2 separate regions of the Zea mays genome follow, and region 1 is linked to region 2. A link is a contact called in public Hi-C data. All regions are on one chromosome and are shown on one strand. The core of a region is the stretch at or near the end of the contact, and the rest is flanking DNA. Distances in the headings are between cores, read along the strand shown.

The links. A called contact is a pair of places that touch in the nucleus more often than the background predicts.
Region 1: a Hi-C map of bundle sheath shows a contact between it and region 2, with 2.6 times the contacts expected there. The contact joins two enhancer-like sites. A contact is called at or near these places in 3 of 25 Hi-C or Micro-C datasets (bundle sheath, ear and tassel).

What each region holds. Positions count from the first base shown.
Region 1 is chr9:73,015,372-73,020,906 of Zm-B73-REFERENCE-NAM-5.0, reverse strand. No RefSeq gene overlaps it. Among protein-coding and RNA genes, the nearest start is that of LOC100273471, 84 kb to the left of the region's middle. Within about 2 kb of position 2,371, at least 7 of the 20 cell types and tissues checked have an H3K27ac peak or open chromatin away from gene starts, as enhancers often do. A contact at or near this core is called in bundle sheath, where this site is marked.
Region 2 is chr9:72,832,192-72,837,710 of Zm-B73-REFERENCE-NAM-5.0, reverse strand. No RefSeq gene overlaps it. Among protein-coding and RNA genes, the nearest start is that of LOC109942545, 49 kb to the right of the region's middle. Within about 2 kb of position 3,175, at least 19 of the 20 cell types and tissues checked have an H3K27ac peak or open chromatin away from gene starts, as enhancers often do. A contact at or near this core is called in bundle sheath, where this site is marked.

The DNA of each region.
Region 1 (5,535 bases), core at 1,122-3,621, 180 kb before region 2:
TGAAGACAGATCCAAAGAAGATAAGAGTAAACGCCGAAGCTAGCACCAGACAGAAAAGCTTCGACTCGCGACCGAAGGAGGAAAAGACCACCTAGTCCTTTATAACTTGTATTTCGATCATGTATAAACATTGAGGACACAAATGTACTTTTACCCGGGCTACGTCCCGTGCCTATATATAGATAAACAGTAACACCGTACTGTTCACGCTGGATTGTACTTGCACTCTCTCGCATCCTCGCCTTCGAGCAAGTCGAAGGTGTCAATGTAATATTAACATTGTTGATATTTTATATGTTTCACGGAATACAAGAATAAATGAATTATTAAGATATTGTTATCATGTTTATTCCTTTGTATTTCATGTTTACTTATTAAATGACGAAGGTATGTCCTTCTAGACCTTCGTCTGATGGGTATTATACCCATGGGGAATAATACTTCGAAAGACGAAGGTCTCTTACAATTAACAAATATGTTGTCCTTTTCTTTACTCATAACATTTGGGAACAAGTGAATAAGCCGAGACAGCCCCAACAAATAAACTATTTTCAGCGGCCTAGGTCCGGCCGCCAAAAATAAAAGCTTATTTTCGTTTTTTCGCGGCCACCAACCATTGAAAATAGTCCTTATGCTACCGAAAATAACTTATTTTCGATGTCATAAGGTTTATTTTCGATAGTCTTTGACCACCGAAAATAGCTTTTGTAGGTAGGGATGTCGCTTGCGATGCTAGTGATCTGAAGCTCCATTTGGGATCGATGGTGCCTCGTACTTTCCAATAACTAAGCAAGCAAATGGAGCATGACTGACTGACCCGGCCTCTCACTCTCGAGTCAAGGACGCGGTTGTGTTGTTATTAGTTGGGCGCTGGATCTGATGGTGACATCATGTATTATTACAATTAACTTGGCCGAGAAGAACGAGCGTACAGGTAAGTATGGATTGCGAAGACCCATGCATCGCCGACGAAATGCTGAAGCGCTAGACCGTCCTTGCAACTTCTCCGCTCACATGTCTCAGCATCTTTTCTTTGTCAAAGGCAGAGAAAGTGAAGTTTGGACAAATCTAAACTACTATACACAATTCTGACCCAGATTATATTTTTTTATTAAACAATAAAGATGTAAAGAAAACCATATTTGGTAATATGTAAATATAGTTGGTGCATTGACGGGGTTTCTTGATTGCGTTATCTGGATTTTGAAATAATGTGGTCTAAAACATTGCACGACGTGCTTTAGGCTTTCTTTGGTAAGGCTTTTTCTCTGTCTGCTTCTGCGGTAGCTTTGCTATTATTTTCATAAGCCATACCAAATACCGTTTTTTTTATAGATGGTTTTGGCTGAGAAGAAGCAAAAAAATGGCTTCATCAGCTTTGACTCGCGCACTTTTGCGAAAAGTCTCTTCCACTAGCTGCATCACGAACTCTTCTCCACAGCGATCGAGCATCTGCTCCAGCGTCTTCTTTCCCACGGATGAATTCTAGCACGACTTGACCCAAAATTATTGAAGACCGTGTCGGTCCGAAGATTTATAGTCTAAAACATGATGGACTCGTGTTATCATGACTGATTTAGGGCATGTACAACCTAGACACTGCTGCACAGTACTCTAAGTATAAGACACAATTAAAACATAATATAATACATTGGTTATGTCTAAAATATGTGTCTTACTATATTCATTGTACCAATCAGAGCATTCAATAAATTAAAGTGACCAATCAGGTAGTCTCCTGTCTCGAACATAGAGCTAAGACACTGTGTCTTCGTCAAGATACATGTCTTGAGTTTTTTTACATTGACCCCCCTAAACACATTCTAAAACACAACTTAAGACACCCATTGTACATACCCTTAGAATATGTACGTTTAATATAAATATTCCTGAGTTGTTTAAATGGATATTTGCAAAAAAAATTGTTGGATCGTTTCTCCGCGAAGAGACGTCTCTGACTCATAAATCAAGTAGTAACAGACGTCTTATTTCTCACTGTACGAATTCGTCGCCTGTTTTATCGATCCGATGATGTATAAGTGTATTTATTTTTATATTTATTAATAAACTATATTTATAGATACTTTATTATATAATAGAGTTTTATAGTTGTATCTTATGTTTGAAAAAACCATTTTGGTTTTGGTGTCCTTGTGCAGACGTCATCGCCTTATGTTGGACCGATTAGCTCACGAGCGCGTGGCGGGAAGGCTGGAAGCCGCCGTGAAGGCTACGTGCGCTCGAGTCTGTTTGACTTCTTTTCTGGTAGCCAGTTGAATGAATTATTTAATTATTAGTTGGTGTTGGGATGAAGCTTTGCGTGTGAATAGGCCGGGCCTGCCGTTGGCATGCTTCATCGACAAGTACGAGTTCGTCTGTTCTATCACAGATCTTGCAGGGTCTCCACCTGACCTTGACGAAGCATCATCTGTCACATAAATAATTCATGACGATGACACGGCCAGATAGCTGGGGAGGAAGCTATGTTTTCTTAATTAATCAGAGATATCAAATTCGGAACTATTGAAATCTCGGAAACCGTTGGAGCCGCTAATTCAGGACAGAGAACCTAACTTAAAAAAAATAACGAGAGCGATCTGGAGTCCTAGAATAATCGTATTCCATAACTGAGCATGTACCATTCAAATAAGACTGCATAACGTCTTGCTATTATTAACTGGCGAGGTGATCTGCACAAATGCGCAGTTGCATGGCCAATATATATATATATATATATATATATATATATATATATATATATATATATATATATATATATATATATATATATATATATATATATATATATATATATATATATATATATATATATATATATAGGGTAGGTATAACGGGAGCCCTGGGCTTCCAATAGTTAAAGGAAGCCCGGGCCGACCACCCTGCAAACTGGTTCAACCAGCGCGTCCAAACAGGCTGTCGGGTGCGCCACCTGCCCCACGTCTGTTAGCGCAAAAAAAAGAATGCATACATGAGTCAAACACGATCCAATGCATGCGCATAAATTTAGTAAAGATATGTGCGACAGTTTCTGTTTTTAAAATCCTTTATTTCTTCCATAAATTTAGGATCGCTGCAACAGCCATGCAGCTAGACGCGTAAGGACCATTTTATGATATATACTGAGACTAAATATGCTACATTGTGTTAATAATTATGCAATTCGATATACTGCGTAAAAATCTGTTACCAGCTGCATGCACACGAATTTATGATAAAAATAATGTGCAATGAAAGAAAATAAATTACACGCATAGAAACAAAAAATCGTATTTAATGTTTTATTTCCTTCATAAATATAAGATCCCTCCAACAGCCATGCAGCTAAAACACATTAAATCTAGTTTATGATATATACTGATACAAATTATACTACATGGTGTAGGTATTTATGCAATTCGTTACACTGCGTAAAAAATCTGGCATGTTGTTCACTGGTGGACGCACCTCCGGGTTGTAGCGTAATAACCTTAAGTTTTGAGCATAAAATCCCTCAATTATAAGCGTATATACCGAGTCAATGTGAGAGGTTGATAGCTCTAGTAGGTTATTATTACGATCCTATTTTTATGGCAGATCCGAAAAACATGGCAGTCGCATGCATGCGGTTATACAGATCCTAAAATTATGGCAAAATGCATGCATGAGTCAATCACGTTCTCTTGCATGCACGTAAATTTAGGAATGATATGTGTGGCGGTTTCTATTTTAAATGCTTTATTTCCTCCATAAATTTAGGATCGCTGAAACAGACATGCAACTAAAACTCGTAATGACCATTTTATGCTATATACTGATACTAAATATGCTACACTGTGTAGATAATTATGCAATTCGGTATACCGCGTAAAAATCTGCTACAGGCTGCATGCACACGAATTTATGATGGAAAGAATATGCAATGAAAGGAAATGAATTGCATGCATAGAAACAAAAAATCACATTTAATGTTTTATTTCCTTCATAAATATAGGATCCCTCCAACAGCCATGCAACTAAACGCATTAGAACTAGTTTATGATGTATACTGAAACAAATTATACTACACGGTGTAGGTATTTATGCAATTCCTTAGACTGCGTAAAAAAATCTGGCATGTTGTTCACTGGTGGACGCATCTCTGGGTGGAGCGTAAAAACCTTAAGTTTTGAGCATAAAATCCCTCAATTATAAGCGTAAATACCGAGTCAATTAGAGGTAGATAACTTTAGTAGGTTGTTATTACGATCCTATTTTATGACAGATCCGAAAAACATGGCAGCCGCATGCATGCGGTTTCTATTTTTATACAGATCCAAAAATTATGGCAAAATCGTGGGAGTTTCCATTGCATGCGCGCAAATTAAGAATAACATAAATCAAGGAATTTCCTTTCAAATGTGCATGCAGTAAACTGATATACGAACTCTGTGTTAAAGCATAAAAACATACAGTTTTTAGGGTAAATAATACATGCGGTAGGCATAAAACACAATAAACGAAAAGAAAAATGCGTCGGATCAGAGGATGTCACGCGCGATCATCGCTGCGCGCATCTCGCCCCTTCCGTGACGTCGCTCGCTCGAACATCGCGCCTCATGCGTCGCCGTCGCTACTCGCACGTCGACGGGCGTCGCTTGCTCGCCGGCCTTGGAAGTGCCGCCTCCTCGGGGCTTCGGGGACGCCGCCGCTTGCCTGCACAAGGGCCTCGCTGCGGATCGAGGAACCTCCGCCACCGCGCGTCGAGGTAATGGAGTTGCGGCCACCGGCCTGGGAATCGCCGCCACCGCACAAGGGCGCTGCCGCCGCTCGCCCTCTGGATCGGGGGCCGCCACCGCCGGCCTGGAAACCGCCGCCACCGCATAAGGGCGCTGCCGCCGCCGCTCGCCCTCTGGATCGGGGGCCGCCACCGTCGGCCTGGGAACCGCCGCCACCGCCGGCCTGGGAACCGTCGCTAATGAATCGAGATGGGGCGTAAAAACTGATCCCTAGCACTACGGATTTTCTTTTATAGACGTCTGGACCTGGTCCGGCTCGACCGGATTGCACTGTCTGGCCTGGGCTTCCAATAACTAAAGGAAGCCCAGGGCTCCTAATATACAATCTATATATATATATATATATATATATATATATATATATATATATATATATAGTATTTAGAGCCCTGGGCTCTATTTAACTACAGGAAGCCCTGACCAGGTGCGCAGACCGCACCGGACCCTTTTTGGTTTATTGTACCTAACTGTGCTTACGCTAAATTATAATACGAGTTATGCTGATGTGTGTATCAGTTTATGCAAATATAGTCTGCGCATATTACGTGCATCAGGCCCACGATTCAGTCCCACGCCGACACTATAAAAACACCCCCACGCCGCCAGGGATTAGGTTTTAGCGGCGGCGGCGGTTCCCTCGGGCGTGCGAGCGGCGGTGATCCTGGGGGCCAGCAGCGGTGTCGCCTCGAGGCAGGCGACCGACGGTGGCGCTCCACCAGGAACGAGCGATGGTGGCGCTCCACAGGGAGCTCGCCCGCCT
Region 2 (5,519 bases), core at 1,926-4,425:
ATATCATCGAGATAAATCTTATCCAACAACTTTTTTCGATATATAAAATCGCCAAGCCATTTAATCTCTCTTGAGTTATTGTTGACCATAAATAATTCATAAAAAATTTAATTTTAAAAAGCTTATCTCTACCGAAGCAATCGTCATATATATAGTTTATAATACTCTCTCTATATCAAAATAAAATTTATTTTGCTTCTTTAGTGGATTTATCATCATCAATATAAATATAAAAAATAAAAGCTAAACCAAATACTATTTTGAAACGGATGGAGTATACGATAAGTAATTGAGACATTAGTTTAACAATATAAACGAGACTAGTCGATAACTCGATATCGTATCGCTTTTTGCGTATTTGTGTATAGAATAGATAGGTTTAACAAAAAAAATACTAGCGTCCAGTGTCTAGGGGGCCTCTATTTTTGGGAGCCCGGTGTGGCTGCACCCTCCGCACCCCCTCAGGACCGGCCTTGATAATTACCCCTTTAATTCATTGCCTGTTTCCATGGGCGTGTTTGATTTACACCCCTTGGTCCAGGCAGCAACCCTAGATGTACAAATTTGATTGCCTGTGGTTAGATCTTGTTAGGTAGCGTAGACAGATTTATCGTGGCTGCAATGCTCTAAAAGGACAGCTCACCGTAGCGTAATGCATTATAGTAAGTATGCATGTTCCTTCACGAATCAGTACAGTAACCGTGTATCTCTAATACTGTCTTCAGGTCCTATAAAATAGAAAGTGCCGAAATATTAATGATATTGTTAATATTGTTTACATAGTGTAGTTTAAAATAGAGGATGAGGTAGATAATCTTCTAGAGATAGATTAAAACTCGACGTGCAAAGATAACTCTCCGGTTGATCAAACTCATGAACAACATAGCACACACACGATTAAAAAGGAAGAAAGGCGAAAAGAAAAGAGAGAGCAATCCAAAAACTCACCTTCCATTTGTCCGTTTGCTCCGTGATCATGTGCCCCAAACGCACCGACCTCACCCTCCCCTCTTTAAATAACCACACTCCCCCTTCTTCCCCCACCACTACCAGGCCACCACCACCACGCAGCACCTCTGCCATCCCCGCTTCCCTCCCTCACTCGCAGCCACCCGAACCCCACCGCCAACCAGCCGGATCAAGTCGAGTGAAGCGATGCTGGAGGAGGCGATACCCGCGCTGCTGAGCGCCGTCCACGGGTGGTTCACCCCCGCCGTGCTCTTCGTCGTCCTAAACATCGTCATCGGCACCATCGCGGTCACCTCCAAGGCCGCCGCCTCGGCGACCGGCGGCGACGAGGAGGAAGTCGCCGCTGCTGGCGCGGGATGGGAGCCGCACCGGCGGCTGGCCCGCGTGCCGTCCATGGCGTTCGAGCGTCTCAAGTCGTTCAACGGCCGCTTCGCCACGGCCGAGCCCGTGCCCGCCGAGACAGGAGTGGTGGATCTGGGGTACAACAAGCAGCCCCACACGGCGGAGATGGAGAAAGAGGGCCCTGTCGTCGTCGAGGGCGCTGTAGATCCTGAGCCCGAGCCCGAGCCCCAACACGCGGCGCACATGGAGCGGAGCAGGTCGGAGGCGGATGCAGAGGCGAAGCTGCCGTTGCTCCCGTCGCGTCTGCACAAGTCCGCCAGCGACAAGTCGGCGTTCGCGCACTTCGGCGCCGAGGAGGTGGAGGAGACCGTGCGCGCGGTGGAGGCGCGGCGCCCCGCGACGACGAGGGAGAACCGCGGTCGGCGGCTCCCCGTGGCGGAGCCGGAGCCGGCATCTGAGTCGTCGGAGTCCGAGTCCGAGTCAGAGGAGGAGGAGGCCAGCGGCGGCGAGGTGGACGCGCGCGCGGACGACTTCATCAACCAGTTCCGTCACCAGCTGAAGCTGCAGCGCATCGACTCCTTCATACGCCACAGGGAGACGGTCCGCCGCGGCCAGGCGGCGGCCCAGGGCGTGTAGGTGTGCCCCAGCGGAGGGAGCGAGATGCTGCAAGAGTCGGTGACACCGTGAGGAGAGGTTGAAATGGACGAAGAGAAGCTGCAGTGAAGGGAGATCGGGTGGGGGAGGAGGAGATGGTAATTCCTGCCTGCCTCCTTCGCCGTCTGCTTTGGTTTTTCCCGTTTGCTGGTTCCTGGTGCGAGCATGTCGTAGCTCCACACTATGCGTTTTTTTTTGGGGGGGGATAGGAGAACCTTGCCTTGCGCAATGTGGTATGCCACATTGCATCGCATCATATATATTCATAATATATGCGAATCGATAGTAGAAGGAAACCCGTAGCTGTAAATCTATGGCTCTCTTCTCTTTGCTAGCATTGCTGCTTCACGGTTCTTTACGGCTTTGTTTAGATTGCTGGTGCACATGGTCACAGGCAGCGGTTCTCCTCTCTTTAGCGTCTCCTCTGTCGCGGGAACAGAGGAATGCCGCAGCGAACAATCACGAGCAATGCGTGCGTAGCTGGAACAATCACGCAATGCTGATCAGCCCTGCCCCCTCTCTCTGGCTCTTTCTCCGTGAACGGCACTGTTCGATTGCGTTGGAGCGCCACTGGCGATTTTAAGATAAGGCACGGGCGATTGCTGCCTAGTCAGCAGTCACTCATGAGCACAAGCTGATCCCTTGGAGATTCCTCTAGAAACCTGTGTGAGGCGCATAGAGTACGTACGGCCAAGCATCGAGATGGTGGAATCGGCGGTCGCTCGCGGGGGCAGTTTATTACTTACTGCTGGAGCTGTCCCCTGCTGCCCTGGACCCCGTCGTGTTCGGTCGCTTTCCGCCTCTCCCCCGCCATCGCCCTGCTTTCTTTTAATCGCCGTCGCCGCGGCGCGCTCTCACATGGCACCACGGGCCGCATTGCGCGCTGCTGAGTGGTGGTGACACGGCACCTGCTCCGCCCGTTCCGTCTACGGCCGTATAAAAATCTGCCATCTTTGCCAGCACCTCATGCTCGAGCTCCACGTTCGATGCTGCTCGCAGTATAGTACTAATGCGTTTGCCATCGGTTGGCGCTGTTCATCTTCCCGGGCCAGCTCTCTCTCTCTCTCTCTCCTTACAAAATTGCAAGCATTGGCTCGTTTCCCGGCAACTTCCAGAGGTGAACGTTCAATCTCCACCCCATCATCCTGTGCAAGTGAGAAGAAGCGCAGGGCACAGATAGGCTACTACTACCAGTCCCTGCATCCTCCCTCCTCCCGGAACGACAGCTGTTTTGTTGCCTCGCGGGCGGACGGTGGATGGTCCTACTCTCGCGTCTGTGTCGCCGTGCGTGCGTTTGTTAGACGTGGACGCTGATCTTTGTGTTTGCCCACTAGTGTGCGGTGCACATGCGACCTTGCAGCATCGGATTCTGTCGCCGGAAACGAAATGGAACAGGACGAGGATATTTGTTTTTTCCTTTTCTTTTTGACTAGGACACGCTGCTTTCTGATGGATTTCTGATAAGGTGATGCCTTTTCGTGACGACCTTTTTATTTTGACCGAATAAATATCACCGTAACTCCCTTGGTAACCAGCAATATAATGCCGGATTCTCCATGGGTAAGCCCATGTTTGTTTACCTCAAGGTTATATGATCCATAATCTATAAATAGATGCTTATGTTATATAATCATGAAGTCTACGTGGAAGAGATCAAAGTAAAAAAAAACAAGCCCATCGACGATGCACAGCACATAATCGTTGTTCCAGAACACAGCCTGGCACTAGTACATAGAAGCTCTGTAGATGCAGTTATTGTTCACCCATTTTATACTGACGTTTTACAGAACTGGCTATGATAGACGCTAGTAGAAAAAATTATTTGTAAAGACGGTAATTGAGAATTGCCATGGCGGTTGAAATAAGAAAACCGACAGTGGAAATAGATTTTCACTGTAGGTCAAAGTAATAAAACCGTCAGTGGTAAAATATTTTCCAAAAAACATAAAATATGTTTTTAAAATAGCAAAAAAAAATTACAGGAGGCCTCACCCAGGTCTCACTCGCCCGTTTCCGTCGAAGTATATATCCGAGTATAAATTGATTATTTGAGGTTGTAAATAAATTTAAATAAAAAAGTTGTCAACTATAAGTTTCATAACTTTTAAAGTTTATAACTTTTATTTTGATATTTTTCTCATATGAGTTCGTTTGCAAAATTTGTATTTTAAATTTGACAAATTTAGATACAATTTTTTAGAGTTAAAATGATTTCAAATAAAAAAAGTGTCCAATAGAAAGTTTCATAACTTTTAGAGATCTACAAATTTTATGTTGGTTCTTCATACGAGGTCATTTGAAAAACTCAAAAAATCAGGATATAGATGATTTCTAATGACCGTTTCTTAAGAAAAATTGATTTGTAGTTGCGGTTCCTTAATAAAACCGTCTATAGAAATTATAGATTTATAGTACCGGTTTTCTTAAGAAATCACATGCAGAAATATGATTTCTATAATCAGTTTTTTTAATAAAACAGGCACTAAAAATAACACTGATGATTGATTACTAAAACCGTATGTAAAAATCAAAGTCTATCATAGATTTTGAGCTCTTTTCTATGGTGCGCTTTTTCGGCCGAGGTCGGCCAAACGGGGCCTCCGGAATAGAATTATAGAATGCCATTGCAACACCTAACAGAGTAACAGGTGTAGGATCGGAGATGGTACGGCTATTTCAGCTCATAGCCATAGCCGGGCCGGCGGCCGGACAAGTGGTACGTGGCGTTGGCGTCGTGCCGTCGTGGTGGTGCACAGCAAGGGGACAGCGGGGCCAACTAGCCAAGGAAGTGGCACTGGCAGTCGCAGGTAGTCAGGGACCAGGCCAGGGACAGGGAGTGGAGCCAAGGAAAGCAAACCCCGCTAGCGCTAGCATGGCAGAGGACCGCGGCGGCCAAACCGGCGGCAGACCGCAGATGCAGATGCACGGCAGGGTGGGGGGCGAAGCTGAACAGCACTACTACAGCAGGACGGCGGCATCCAGTGCAATAATGTCGGCAACCAAATAGCCAAAACACGAGCTGGGACTCGAGGTTGAGCTACCCGAATCATTCTCCCACCATAAAATCCTTTAGGTTCTCGTTACTCCGATCTCGTAAGAGCATCTACAGCAGGATCTCAAATAAATAAGCTTCTCAACTAAATTTGAGAGATTATATCACAGAGACAAGTTTAGTAGGGCCTCTATGAAAGCCTTAAAAAATAAGTATTTTTTCACGGCTCCTCCTCACCTCTCATTTCTAGAGACCCTACTTCATTCCGCTCTCCGCGTGCAGGTGGAATCGCCTTTAGCACCCCCCAAGTTTCAATTTGAGAGTTAGATAGAAATTTTATTTAATTTAGTGAATTATCCTTTTTATATGTACTTGAAACTAAACAAATAAATGGCAAATACAAATAATTTGTGTGTCATGCTGGATTATTTTTTATTGATGCGTTTTAAGTGCAGACTCAAAATTTGAAGCATGGTTTAAAATTTGAAATTTGAAATTGAAATAGAAAAGAAAAAAAAAGGAAAAGAACGGTTGGGGCGTCTTCCGAAGGTCCTCAAAACAC